Regions from separate parts of the Mus musculus genome. Here regions 2, 3 and 4 are each linked to region 1. The links are chromatin contacts, called in public Hi-C, HiChIP or PLAC-seq and promoter capture Hi-C maps. All regions are on one chromosome and are shown on one strand. The core of a region is the stretch at or near the end of the contact, and the rest is flanking DNA. Distances in the headings are between cores, read along the strand shown.

Region 1 (3,303 bases), core at 508-3,007:
CCTGTCCTGCAGCCAGACAGCGAATGGACTCCTAGGAGCTGGTCCTTCCACAGGCCACCTTGACAGGAATGCACTGACACACATGCAGACAACAAACGTAATAACTACTGAAGGTTTTACTGAAAGAGGAGAGTGTAAAAATGGGAAAAGAAAATAGGCTTGAAGCAGCGAGAAGGAATTGAGAGCCAAGGGTTTGTGGAAGCTGAAGTACAGCTTAGGTTGCAGAGTGAGTTTAAGGTCCACCTGGGATGCAAGAAGTCTCCAAGAAAGAATGAGGAACACTCAATAGAAAAGTAGTGTATCTGTTTGGATACTAACTCAAATATTATGTAAAAGGAATTTTAAGTTAGTAAGGGAAATTTGGTTCCTATGAAAACCAAATTCACATTTGACAGACACACTAACTCAGAAATCCCAACTCAGAAAACAGAGAAGGGGTTAAAGTCCTAACAAGGCTGGCTCAGAATCAAGAAGCAGTGATGGACACAAAGACCTAAAAAGCTGATCTACCAGTATCTGTTCGCTTAGGATAAATGGCTTTCTTGTATCTTTTAACCCTGTATGAGACTTTGTATAATGTATTTTTTAAATTTCAGAATATGCAGTGAAAAAAATTAAGATGAACATTAAAAAAAAAAAAAAAAAAACTGCCTGAGGTATTTAATATAGCAAAAAGGAGATTTCTACCAACCTGTTTGCCAGTCTTTTGTCTGCATCAGAGAGTTTCTTCACTTTCACTTTTCTCGAAGGCTCTTGCAAAACTGGCTTTTTAGTTTGGGACACACTCTCTTCTTCATCATCATCATCATCATCAAGTTTTCTTTTTTTAGATGTTTCCTTTCAAAAGTTTGAAGTCATATTTAAAACCTCAAACTTTAAAAAAAAAAAAAATCCTGACCCTAAAGCTGTGTGTTGTGGCTTATATCTGTAATTCCAGTATTCAGGAATAGAGGCAGGAGGAACTGTGCCAGGCCAGCCAGAGCTACATAGCAAAGTCCCTCCGTCTCCAAGTCCCTGAGCAGTACTCCGATGTGCCTTTCTACATGGATACTTCTTCACGGGTTACGGAGAGAAGCAGAATATTCTTGCAGCACCAGCCATTCAGTGGAAAGGTGAGGCAGGAATATAGAATCTGGGTTACCGTGTATTCTAAGCGTGCGCAACTAGTGTGATCCTGTCTCAAAATAAAAAAGTCAAGTCGGACATGGTGGGAGCGACTCTGTAATCTCAGAACTCAAGGCTGGAGAAGGATCAGGAGTTTAGTTCATCCTCGGATACATAACTGAAATTTGAGGCTTACACGGTCTACAGGTGACCCTGCCAATCAAATAGGCTGAGGGTGAAGCGCTAGCCCTGCTCAAAGGACCAGACAGTCACTGCTGTCAGGAGAGTGACCCTCTACATCTCTCTCTACCGGGATACTCAGGGTGCAGCCCGGCGACTCACCTGGGGCACAGGCACAAATACAGGAGGAGCCGATGGCTCCGCGGTGCTGAAGAGAGCGGCCAGCCGCCCCGTCCCGCCTCCAGGAGGCCGCGGGCCGCCCCGCAAGCTGTCGGCGACCTGTCCCACCAGGTAGTCGCTGGCCGCACAGCTCACGCCGTCTCCAGAGCTCTGTCTGCAAACACAAGAGCACTCTTCAGCCACGCCGCGCCACTCACCGCCAACCCATCCACACCAACGCCCGCCGCCACTCACCTCCGCTCCGAGCCCTTCCTTCTCTTGCGTTCCTCCCCTCCCAGAGCCATGCTGAAAACTGAGCTTCCGGGATGGAAGTCCTAGGTCCGCGCTTCTGGGATCCGACTAGTCATGCGTTCCCTCTGGTTCCGGGTTCCGGCAGCCTCCGGGTTCCGACTACTTCCGTTCTAAGGCTGAGCTCTTCCGCTCAGGACCACACCCCCTCTCCCCATTCAGCCCGTGGCTGCGCAGGAGCCGCGCTATGCTTAATACTAATGGTTTTGCAGTCCGCAGGCGTCTCAGGGAAACCTAGGCTGAGGGAGTGCAGCAAGTCTCACGAGTAGCTGAGGCCTCGTGTTAGTACGAGGGTCAGCTAAAACCTGACATAGTGGCTTAGGTCTTTAATCCCAGAATTTGGGGCTCGAAGTAGCCGGATTACCTCGATTTCCAGGACCGGCTAAAACCACATGGCTCCAGCATAGCTACCTCGTCTCAAATAAAACAAGCCCCCCCGCCCCCCAGGCTTAGGGAAGGCTGTCGGCCACAGCTCATTAAGGAAGGAGGTTTCCAAGAGAAATGGGGCTACAGGGATGTGTCTTAGCAGTCGGGGAAGGGTACACCTTTCCCGAAGTTTGACGTTTCAAAGTCGGCAGAAAACAAGTATTTGGGATCACAGTTTAACTGGTCACATCCTTGTACTATTCCGTCTTCAAAGCCGCCCTGTCATTTATTTTTATATTTATTTATTATTATACATAAGTACATTGTAGCTGTCTTCAGACACACCAGAAGAGGGTGTCAGATCTCATTATGGATGGATGTGAGCCACCATGTGGTTCCTGGGATTTGAACTCAAGACCTTCTGAGGAAGAGCAGTCAGTGCTCTTATCCACTGAGCCATCTCACCAGCCCCCTCCCCACCTCCCGTCATTCTTTAAGTAAATTCATACTTAGATTTTTTTTTAATAGTGGCTTATATTTGTAATCCCTGTTCTCTAGGGCCTAGGTAGAGCTTGGCCATGATTTTGAGGCTATTCTGGGATATGCGGTCGTAGCCTCTTTTGCCTGCAGGAAGTCCAGCATGTTGGGATCTCCCCAGTTACCAAGATAGAGAGACACCCAAGTGAGCTTGCAGGCCAGATTTAAAGCACATTAGGGAATGCTGGGGTAGGTGACCTCTATGTTAATATGTTGGGTCTATCTCTAGGGATACTGACATTCCATTACTGGGATGTGGGGGCTGGAAACTTGCTGGGGAGGTCTGGGAACTGTTACTGAGGAACTCTGGAAACTGCTGCTGACCCATTGTGCTTGCTTCAGGCCAGGTGGCTGGGACATTCCATTACCTGGGCATGAAAGCTGGAGCCTGGGCTTTTTCCTGTTAGTAATTGACTTGTCTGGACTTGCCCAGTTTTTAGGCCTGGTCTCCTAAACTCCTATTTGAAGTCTGTCACGGAGTCAGCCTAGGCTTCTCATTCCTCCCTTTCAGTAATGGGCCAACTCTAACCCTTGAGAGGTTTCCGAGGCCCCTGCACTAGCAGCTCCAGCCAGCCCTATGTTAAGGAAGAGAACCTAGTAACACAGCAGAAATGGCCACATTTAACTTGATTGATTGGAGGTGCTAGC
Region 2 (3,303 bases), core at 207-2,706, 880 kb before region 1:
CTCCTTTCATTCAGACGAGGCTCTGGCACTGAGGATTCAGCTGCTGTGATAAATGGACTGTCAGTCTTAAAACCTTACTGATTCTATGTCCATAGATATTGTCACATGTCCTTGAAGGAGCAGTTGACTGGACAGCTTATTCCAATCCATTCAGGGTTCAGACACTTGCCCTTCCAGGTGCTTTCACTATTTTAAAATATTCCTAGAGTGGGCAGGGCTGTGGTTCACTTGGTATAGGTCTTGCCTAGCATGTATAAAGCCCTGGGTTTCATTGGGTAAATGGGCATTGAATAAAACAGGGCACAGTGACACATGCCTCCCAGCACTTGGAAGGCAGAGGCAAGAGGCTCTTAAATTCAAGGTAATTCTCAAATCCTGAAGGCTCTACTGTTTGCAGATTGAGGACTCCCTCACATAAGACTTCCTTCTGATATTAGCCCAGGTTACAGGAGACTCTATCTACCTATCTACCTATCTACCTATCTATCTATCTATCTATCTATCTATCTATCTATCTATCTATCTATCTATCTGCCTATCTATCTATCTATCTATCTACCTACCTACCCACATATCTATCATCTATCAATCAATCAATCATCTCATCTATCTATCCACCTATATAACACACACACACACCATGCATACATGCACAAAGACTTCTAACCATTTTTCTAAATTACCTCTGGCAGAATTCCTTAGACTCCCTATTCTTTGTCTGACACATGTCCTGTGGGAGTTCATGCTTAAACAGTATTTCTAATCTCCTACTGGAGAATATTCTTCTTACAAAGCCCCTGAGATGTCTGATTTCTAATTTAAGTAGGAAATCTGGGCCACCGTGTCACGGTTGGTAATGAGATGTGTGGCTCTGTCTGATAGTCTGCCCTTGTGCTAACACCTGCACAAACTCAGAGTATGAGTGAGAGCTCCCTCACACAAGACAGCCTTCAGTGGGTAAATGGGCAGACCATCTAGACAGCCACAGGAATATGTTTAGTGTCCAAGAAGAATGTAACTGTGACAGCAAATGACAGAAGCCAATCTGAGAAGGCTGCACAGTGCACTAGTACTGAGAAGCAGGGACAGAACAGAAGGATCAGTTGTCCCAGCTGCACATGGAGGCATACCTGTGTGACCTCAGCTACTTAGGAGGCTGAGGCGGGAGGGTTGTAAACTAGAGGCCAGCTAGGGTTGCATGGTAAAGTTTATTTCTCTCTCCTACTTCTATACTTACACTGTAGATGTATAATAATGCCTTAAGGGCATCCATGGGGAGTAGCCTGAGTCTCTGAACACCTTTCCCTCAGGCTACCTGCTGATATCCTTACAAGTGAGGGGTAACTGGGAAATAGCCGCTCAGGGATGAAACACTGGCCACCATTCAAGAGCCTGAGGCCTTGAGGGTTCTGAGGCCACCACAGCAGGCACGCACAGGAACAAGGTCCTACCACACCCATTGACTCCTAGAGAGAGAGCTGCAAGGAAGGATCGCCCTCCACTCTCCACAAATCTCCGCCTTTGTCCTGGCTTCATCCTGCACCAGAGGCTTCTGCATCTTGTATACCTCCTCCCTTGTGCAGTTCTTGAGAGAGCTTATGGAGCCGGGCAGGCAAAACAGGAGAGATTCAGGGTCCTCTCTAGGCTTCACCTCTGAAAAGGAGCCCCCATCACACCCCTCTTGATAAAACCTTTGTAATCGAATTTCTCAGAAAAAAAATGCCACACCTGTGTTGAAGGTTCTAGAAGGCAGGTTGATTTCCCAAGGGGTTATTTCTGCCCCCCCCCCCCCCATGCTAAACCTTGTACCAGGCTGGTTGAATGATTAGAAATTCCTTAATGCAGAGAGCTGGAATATTGCAGCTCAAGATCAAAAATTATCTTGGGCTCTTTAAAGGCCCCTTTATACATATGTAGTATTCACTTCTATGTCTAATGGCTTTCGTGGGACCCTTGGGATGTATGAGAAGGCCCCTAGTTTCCACTAACCTGAAGTGAAGTATGTGATCAGATAATGACTAGGACTTGTGAAGGAGATTCCTGACTGTCTGACAAGTTTCTCTGAGAAGCTGCAAGGAGCATGAACAAGCCCTAAGTCCAACTAGGGCTGGCGAGGTGACTCAGTGTGCAAAGGTGCTTAAGGCCTCAAGCTATTGATCTGTTTGATTCTGTGACTCACATGATGGAAAGAGGGAACTGAATCATCTAAGTTGTTCTCTGACCCTGTGACCCTCCCATACACAGACTGTGCACACACACACACACACACACACACACACACACACACACACACACACACTGTGTATGCACTAAATGTCTGTTTTTAAAAGGTTCTCAATCAACAACAGGGGACGGTAGTTAATGCCTGGACTCACAAACTCTTCACAGGCAATCTTTCAAGTTTCTCCTGAAACTCCCAGAACAAGAAAGCAGGAAAGAGAGTCACTAACTCAGTACACTCCTCCTCCTCCTCCTCCTCCTCCTCCTCCTCCTCCTCCTCCTCCTCTCCCTCTCCCCTCCTCCTCTCCCCTCCTCCTCCTCCCCCCTCCTCCTCTTCCCTCCTCCTCCTCCCCCTCCTCCTCTTCCCTCCTCCTCCTCTTCCTCTTCTTCCTCTTCCTCTTCTTCTTCCTCCTCCTCACAGGGTATGCTCTGAATTCACTGCTGAATGACAAGGCTGTAGGCAGAACAATGGGAGGAAGCCCTTTCTTCCTGCTCAGGAATGGGACCAAAATGACTATGGTAACAGACAGAGTGGGCCACCTCAGTGGGGCAGACATTATGTTAGCAGAGACAGTGGGCCAGTGGGAGGCCTGCAATGAGGGATCTTTTTGATAGTGCCCATGGGCAATCCTGATTTGGCAGGATAATGTGGTGTCCACTGCTACCTGGAGCTTGCTGCTTGGCCATGTGGTTGTGTTGACCTGATGAAATGAGGTGCCCATGATGCCAGGATCACTGAAGGCTGGTATAGACAGAATGGTGAACAGGTTGGATGCTCCTCCCTCACCCTGAGATGTCAGAGCAGTAGACCTCCCATGGAAAAGAAACTTGTGTCAAGGAGAAGGCCACACAGTGAGGGGAGCCAGATGGACCTGGCTGTTCCTGCCCTGAAAGAATGCTGAGGATCTGAGTTCATTACAGACACAAAAGCGACCCTTCATAGTCTTAACTGGGAGTGAAGCCTTGTCTGGTACCCTCTCCCCAGGGATGTTTAGGGTCACCTGAAAGCTCTTATAACACACTTAGTTGGATCCCCTGCTCCACTAAGTGGGGACACCAACTCGCTGTCTCACTGTGGGACCC
Region 3 (3,303 bases), core at 583-3,082, 830 kb before region 1:
CTTGATTTTGTAATTAGCCACACTTTTAGGATCCTGTAAACAGTACTGTGTTTTTGTTTTTGTTTCAAATTCCAGTTGTCCATTGTAGACAGATAGGAAAGTGGTTAAGTTTTGTACATTATCCTTGAATCTTTCAGCCTTTTAAAACACCAGTTATTGTGTTACTTCATGTAACTATGGCAAAATACGAGACAAAAGCAACTCAAGGAAGAAGGATTTATTTTGGATCACAGTTTAAAAATACACTCAGTCCATTGTGGTAAAAAAAAAAAAAAAAAAAAAAAAAAAAAAAAAAAAAAAGACCTGGTGGAGGGAGCCTGAGGCAGCTGGTCACGAGGTAGCCACAGGGCATCGGGCACATAGTGTCAACAGACAGAAGCAGCTGGTCACATGGTATCCACAGACAAAAGCAGCTGGTCACGAGGTATCCACAGACAGGAAGCAGAGAAAGATGAACACAAATGCTCAGCTCATTTTCTCCTTTTTAATCAGGCCAGGACCCAGCCCATGGAATGATGCTGCCCATATCTGAAAACTCCCTCATAGACATGCCCAAAGGTTTGTTTCCATGGTAATTCTAACATCAAATCGACAGACAATCAAGATTGACATCACAGTTATTAATTCCGAAGTTTTTTTGTTTTTTGTTTTGGTCAGCTCTGAGACTTTCCAGATCTGCTTGGCTGTCATCTAGGAAGACAACTTCATTTTTTCTTTCACTTCTTCCTATGTAGCAGCCATCGTCTTCCCTTTCTTGTGTAATTTAATTGTCTAGGACTGCCGGTAAGATGTTGTAGAGGCACAGCAAAGGTAGGAAGCCCTAGGTTGTCTCCCAGCAGGAAAACTGGAGTTTCTTACCTGTTTGCAGCAGGTTTCAGCAAGTTCAGCAAGTTGAGGAAGTGAGTTCTATTCTATTCCCAGTTCTCGGAGGAACAATATATCTTTTCCTAAAGTAATACATAAAGTAGCGCAGGCGGTTTGATCTCTTGGGGGAAATGTATCTCACACTCAGAAAAATGTTGGAATAGAATCTAGCTATAATTCATAGTAACCTTTCGGGACGTGATAAGGCTATTTTTCTTCTCTTATATATCTGCGTATTTTCTGACTTTGCGCTCAGTGCAGAAGAGCAGTATGGAGGGTGATTTGGAGGTCTAGAATGGCTTAGGAACAAGACACAAAAACTGATCGGAAGCTAGGTAGGACGACAGTCTCTGTAGAGGGCACTGAAGCAGTTAGTGCCCTTTTCCTTGAGCTGTGTGAGCTGAGGACTGGGCTTGATCCAGCAAATCAATTGCCACCTATTCTAAATAAGCCACTTAGTGTGCACTGTGAAATGCCAGGTTAGTTTGCTGTTTGCTTTCGTAGTAGCAGCGCTCTTTGGGGTGGCGCGCGCGCGTTTGTGTTTGGGGTGGGTGTTGGGGGGAAAGACCGAGAGACTCACGTGTCGAAACCAGAACGCCAGGACCGTGACAGGTCCCGCGCCCTAAGGTTGCAGAGCTTGCGGAGCCTGGCACACTCCGGGCTGCGAGGATCTGAACGCGCGTCCCCGCCAGGTCCACGCGCGCCGAGGCCGCCACAGCCTCGCGTCCCGGTGGCTCCGGAGCGCACTACCGGGCGCGCTCTCCGGAGCCTGGGCGTCCGTGACCGCGAGTACTAGGGCGCCGGCGGTGGCAGGCAAGGGGCGCGGCGCTGTTCTGCCACCGGCTCCGGGCAGCGGGCGCGGGCGACCTACGGGCGTCCAGACCTTTGTGGCGGCTGCCGGGAGCTCCGGCCGCGGCTCCCCTCGGCTCCAGCCTGGGCGCCCCGGGCCACTCGCTGCCGCCGCCCATGGGGATCCGAGAGTTTCCCGGCGGCGCTTCCAGGACCAAGAGCATTGCTGTGTGAGTAGAGCTGCAGGCGCGGGAGGGCAGCAGGCAGGTAGCCCCCGGGCATCCGCGACCCTGCCTAACCCGCACTGCTGCTCTCCTGGTGGGAGGGAGGGACAGAGGGACGGTCGTGTGTGGCGGAGCTTGGGAAGTTTCAGCAGCATCTCCGGGCCACTCGCCCTAGCTCACGTTGCCAGAGGCGCCCAGAGTAGGGCGCGGGACCCGACGCCGAGGTTCCTGGGAGCAGGGCACATGGCAAGCAACGCGAGGGGAGTAGCCGTGGGTCCTCACCAGTCCTCACTGACATCTCCTCCTCTCTGCCCTTGACTCATCCCGCCTTCCCGCGGCCTCAGTGGCATGAGGAGGTCACCGGACGTCAGCCCGCGGAGACTGTCCGACATCAGTCCTCAGCTCCGGCAGCTCAAGTACTTGGTGGTGGATGAGGCGATCAAGGAGGATCTGAAATGGTCTCGCTCTGTGGAGGATCTCACCAGTGGACCGGTGGGACTCACATCCATCGAGGAGCGGATCCTGCGCATCACAGGCTACTATGGCTACCAGCCCTGGGCGACCAGCTACAAAAGTAAGACCCCCCCTCCCCCGTAATTCCCTTGCCCACTAGTGGTCTCCCTGCCAGAGACACAGCTACCAGGGAAGCGCACAGGGATGGTTCACTGAACCCTCTCTTCTACATGCAGATAGGCAACTTTGATGAAGAGGCCTGGAGGCGTTTCTCAAGTCCTGAAAGCAGAGGTGGAGGTGGGAGGGAGAGAGGGGGAGGGGGCTTTGTGTTACATTTTCTCTGACACCTCCCTGACCTGTGTCCACTTCTGAGTGATTCTGAGGGTAAGCCTGTTGTGTCTATCAGTGAGAGCTGCTTCAGAGAACTGGTCTGTGTGGGTTTCTCATTGGATCCTGGTGCAGTTAGCTCAGGAGAACTCAGCCCTTGGGCCTGGAATTTAATTAATCTCTCAGGAGAAGTGATAAAGATTCATTGGATCTAGCTCCGTCTCTTTGGTTTAGGATTGTATGGGTCCTAAGCGAGAGGATTTTGTTCAGATCTTTCTAGGTATTTGAGTTTCCGGAAGATGAGTTCTTGGGGCCAGGTTGGGGTACCTCAGACTTCACCCTGAGCCTCAGCTGATGACCTTGGCTGCAATGGTGAGGCATGAAGAAACTACCTGTGCAGGCAGGACTGACTTGCTGACATCTATTTTGTTTTCTTTGGAAGGTAGAGATTTGCCAATACAAACTCAAGATATTGTTTGAGATATTACCAGGGTCCCGAGTTATGCCTCTGTAGTTAGACACTGGGAAAAGATTGCAGCTCACTCCTTCGGTGGGTCTGAGAAGGAAGCATGACTCATTCATTTGTAAGAAAGTCTAGACCAACAGCTTGATAATTCTGAAAGATATTTTTTAACCTTTTGTTGCT
Region 4 (3,303 bases), core at 256-2,755, 550 kb before region 1:
ACCAGTGAGGATGTCTGTCAGTATCTCCATAGATTGCTGTGCTAACCAATGAGGACGTCAGTATTTGCATATACTGCTGTGGTAACCAATGAGGATTCAGTATCTGCATAGACTGCTCATTTTCTCAGCAGTGTTGCATCTGTCTTGTGCACCTTTAGAGAAGGAAAGGGTTTCTATGTCTTACGGTTTGTAGGTATAGTGAATGCCTGCACTGCAACTTGTCTTTTCTGTCCATTTCATGATGCTGTTTGGGTTTGTGTAGATGAGTGGGGCTAAAAAAAAACCTTTTCAAGGCTGCATGCATGTAGTACCCCCATGCATACAAAATAATAAATTTTTAAAAATTAATTTTCAACCCCTAAATCATATTTTCTCATACAGGTCCACCAGAGTTTTGAATAGGACTTTTTTTTTTTTTTAATATATTGGCAAGACACTGGGGAACATACAATGCATAATGTCTAACACCTTCAACAAAGTCTTGGATGGCTCCCATAATCATGTACATTAATCCTTCTACAGCAAACCCTCTTAGTTAAGTGAGACATATAAAGCATTATCACACCATTTTATCCCTCTCCCTCCTCTTCCTCTCTCTTATAAATCAATGAGTTCCAAGGAGTTTGTTATTTCAGAGTTGGGGAGGTTCTGTAACTAGTACAAGTTAACAGTAGCAAGAATACAGGTAGAATTTAATTAGTAAAAGTCGAGAGGAACCTCCTGGAGGAACTATCTGGAATTTGTCTGTAGAAGGATTTTCAGTGCAAATTTAAATTTCTACTAGCACCATCTCTCTAGAAACTGTACACTTTGCTAAACTTCATTTGTTTATAAGAGCCTCACTTTCTTGTCATCTACAGAGCTAAACTTCACTACTGAAATTGCTACTGTTATTTCAGTTTCCAATGAATTCTTGATTATGACGGTCGGGAAGAGATATACAGACAGCTGTGGCTGGCTGCGAACATCACTGCTTTTATTTCCCATTTCATTCATGTCTGCTCTTGATGTACCATTATGCACAGTCATAATTGCAGCCATATCGATAAAATGAGATAAATATACGAGACAGGGTTTCTCTGTGTAGCCCTGGCTGTCCTGGAACTCACTTTGTAGACCAGGCTGGCCTCGAACTCAGAAATCTGCCTGCCTCTGCCCCGCAAGTGCTGGGATTAAAGGCGTGTGCCACCACGCCCGGATACCTTTTTATAACCTGACATTGATAAAAGGCACAGGGAACCTCTAGCATGGCCAACCTCAGCTTCACCCTCACCCAGAGTCGGCGCTCTCCGGCGAGCTATCCCCTTCTCACCACACTCTGAGAACGGAGCTTGGTGCCGGCTCGGCCGCCTCCGCCAATTCCGGGTCCCTCTTCAGCCAATCAGGGCAGCCGCAGCTACAGAGGGCGGTACCAATCAGATATTAGTTTCCGCCCATAGGCCACGCCCCTGGTGCCGGAAATTATCCGCCGGAGAAACGGACTCGGCCGGAAGTCCCGCCCTTCTATTTGCAAACGGAGGCCGGGGCAGGTCAATCGGCGGCGGGTACTTTCGCAGTGAGTTTCCCTGTGCAGTCGGTGGACCTGCGGGGCGACACCGCCGTGCGGGAACCACAGTCCACACCGCTCTCCCACGTAGGCTGAGCCCCGGTCGCATGTTGCGTGGCTTCCCGCGTGACCACTGCAGGCAGGAATGGCAGCCCCTTCCATGAAGGAAAGGCAGGCATGCTGGGGTGCGCGCGACCTGTACTGGCGCTGCCTGGACGACAACGCGGAGGACGCGGCCCGGTGCCAGAAGCTGAGGAGCTCGTTCGAGGCCAGCTGCCCCCAGCAGTGGGTAAGTCCCGCGGGGTGCAACACATCCCTGCGCGCACCCTCACCTTAGGGTGGGTTTTGAGGAGCAAGGTCACGCGTTGGAAGTCACCAGTTAGTTGGTATTACTGGAGAAAATGACAGCGCTACCAGACTCTGGAGAAGGGACCTGGTGGTACAGCGCTGTGACTTCTGCAGGCGTCCATAGCCTTTCTCACAGCTCCTCCCCTAGAGCCTGGTCATATTAAGCAGTCTGGCTCACTCAGTATTAGTTCTTCCCTCTCTTCGCCTTGTCCCAGCCTCTGTCGACTCCTATAAAGACTGAGAGGTGTGTCCAAAGACACTCGTGCATGAGAGGGTGGGGAGGAGATGGAGGATCATGGGAATGTGTTCTGAGAGAGACACTTGGATTCATTCGCTGGGATTTTAAATTCAGCCTTGGGAGGTCTTGCATCCAGATTTATGCCGCGGGAGTCATGCATCAGAGGAGAAACATTTCTCCAGGATGAAGCAGCCTCTGTAGTGGAGGATTCGAACTAAGATCCTGAAGTGTACGTGTACTCTGCTCTACAGCGGTCCTATGAGAAAGATGTGGGCATGTGCTATGCAGGGACAAGAGAACCACAGCTCAGGGTGGCTGGTGCACCCACAGGTTCGGGAGGAGAAACACCCTAAGAGGTGCTGAGTTCTGGACAAGCTGTTGTCAACACCAAAATACTGCTCTCGCTTCAAGGGCTAGTCTGTTTTGTAGCCAAATATGAGTGACTGGCTCAGGAACAGAGTATGAGGTTTTCCCCAGATACCATTTGGCAGAAGTTTTATGCAGTCTTATGGAACAGAACAAACGGTGGAAACAAAAGGTAAGTTTGTTACAGCAAAGGAAGCCTTCTGGTTGGTGGAAGCCAGTGGTCTGTTAAAACATTACAGAAGGTTTCACCTGTCACCAGGGTGTTATGTCAGTCACAGAAGAGGGCAAGGGATTAAGAGAGCTTAAGAGTAGAGAGAGCTAAAGACAGACCTGGCAGCAATCAAACCTCTCCGTAGTCACTCCCGTTCTGATCAATCAGTCCTGTAGAAGGTATGGCTTGTCCCACCCCATTTAAGTTGGGATGGAATGCCTAAATTACCTTTAAATGTAATTGTCTCTTGGGGCATTGATCCTGACAGATGTTACAATAATTTGCCACAAAATGTGAGGGATATCATATGCTTTTTAATCTTATATCCTTTATGCAACACCCATTCTAGTGCAGTTAGTTCAAGATTGACAGACAGACTGAACAGATTTATGAATACCATGTCAAATACAACAGAGGGACAGAGGCCATCAAACCAAAGGGACTTAAGGGGAGGGATGAGGCTTCAGAGGAAGCAGTGTTGTGACAGGCTTAGTGGAGCTGTATACAAACAGTTCCTTACCCACTCTGAACTGGGGTCCTGTTTCCCATGAAGTTAAAGATTGAACATCGTGTTCAGAAACTGTTTGAAACCTA

Evidence for each region. Promoter capture Hi-C pulls out the DNA fragments that hold promoters and counts their contacts. Hi-C and Micro-C count contacts between places; a contact is called where the count stands out from the background. HiChIP or PLAC-seq counts read pairs in DNA pulled down with a chosen protein or histone mark.
Region 2: a FOXA1 HiChIP or PLAC-seq map of pancreatic cancer cells shows a contact between it and region 1. The contact joins the enhancer-like site here to the promoter of Rbm34 in region 1. A contact is called at or near these places in 3 of 39 promoter capture datasets (liver and pre-B cells), 2 of 484 Hi-C or Micro-C datasets (cerebral cortex and liver) and 3 of 115 datasets of contacts at active chromatin or transcription factors (bone marrow-derived macrophages, large pre-B cells and pancreatic cancer cells).
Region 3: a promoter capture Hi-C map of stem cell-derived epiblast-like cells shows a contact between it and region 1, with 3 times the contacts expected there. The contact joins the promoter of Slc35f3 here to the promoter of Rbm34 in region 1. A contact is called at or near these places in 3 of 39 promoter capture datasets (hippocampal neurons, pre-B cells and stem cell-derived epiblast-like cells) and 1 of 115 datasets of contacts at active chromatin or transcription factors (large pre-B cells).
Region 4: a Hi-C map of B cells shows a contact between it and region 1, with 25 read pairs. The contact joins the promoter of Coa6 here to the promoter of Rbm34 in region 1. A contact is called at or near these places in 16 of 39 promoter capture datasets (the 3T3-L1 cell line, the C10 cell line, the HPC-7 cell line and 11 more), 1 of 15 datasets of contacts at CTCF or cohesin (the NIH/3T3 cell line), 18 of 484 Hi-C or Micro-C datasets (B cells, CD4 T cells, CD8 T cells and 10 more), 24 of 115 datasets of contacts at active chromatin or transcription factors (the 230-238 cell line, DN3 thymocytes, the NIH/3T3 cell line and 19 more) and 4 of 9 other capture datasets (adipose tissue, liver, macrophages and 1 more).

What each region holds. Positions count from the first base shown.
Region 1 is chr8:126,969,292-126,972,594 of GRCm38.p6, forward strand. Rbm34 (RNA binding motif protein 34) reads right to left here and starts at 1,758. Exons shown (of 11, transcript NM_172762.3): 1 at 1,699-1,758; 2 at 1,447-1,618; 3 at 692-837. The coding sequence starts at 1,748.
Region 2 is chr8:126,092,050-126,095,352 of GRCm38.p6, forward strand. The region is part of intron 1 of Gm46072 (a long non-coding RNA gene); the gene reads left to right. Among named protein-coding and RNA genes, the nearest start is that of Gm46072, 21 kb to the left of the region's middle. Within about 2 kb of position 1,457, at least 14 of the 459 cell types and tissues checked have an H3K27ac peak or open chromatin away from gene starts, as enhancers often do. A contact at or near this core is called in pancreatic cancer cells, where this site is marked.
Region 3 is chr8:126,137,293-126,140,595 of GRCm38.p6, forward strand. It overlaps Slc35f3 (solute carrier family 35, member F3), which reads left to right and starts at 1,833. Exons shown (of 8, transcript NM_001363500.1): 1 at 1,833-1,883; 2 at 2,222-2,451. The coding sequence starts at 2,226.
Region 4 is chr8:126,420,996-126,424,298 of GRCm38.p6, forward strand. It overlaps Coa6 (cytochrome c oxidase assembly factor 6), which reads left to right and starts at 1,506. Exons shown (of 2, transcript NM_174987.4): 1 at 1,506-1,835. The coding sequence starts at 1,692. Gm51604 (a long non-coding RNA gene) reads right to left here and starts at 1,375. Exons shown (of 2, transcript XR_003947620.1): 1 at 1,274-1,375.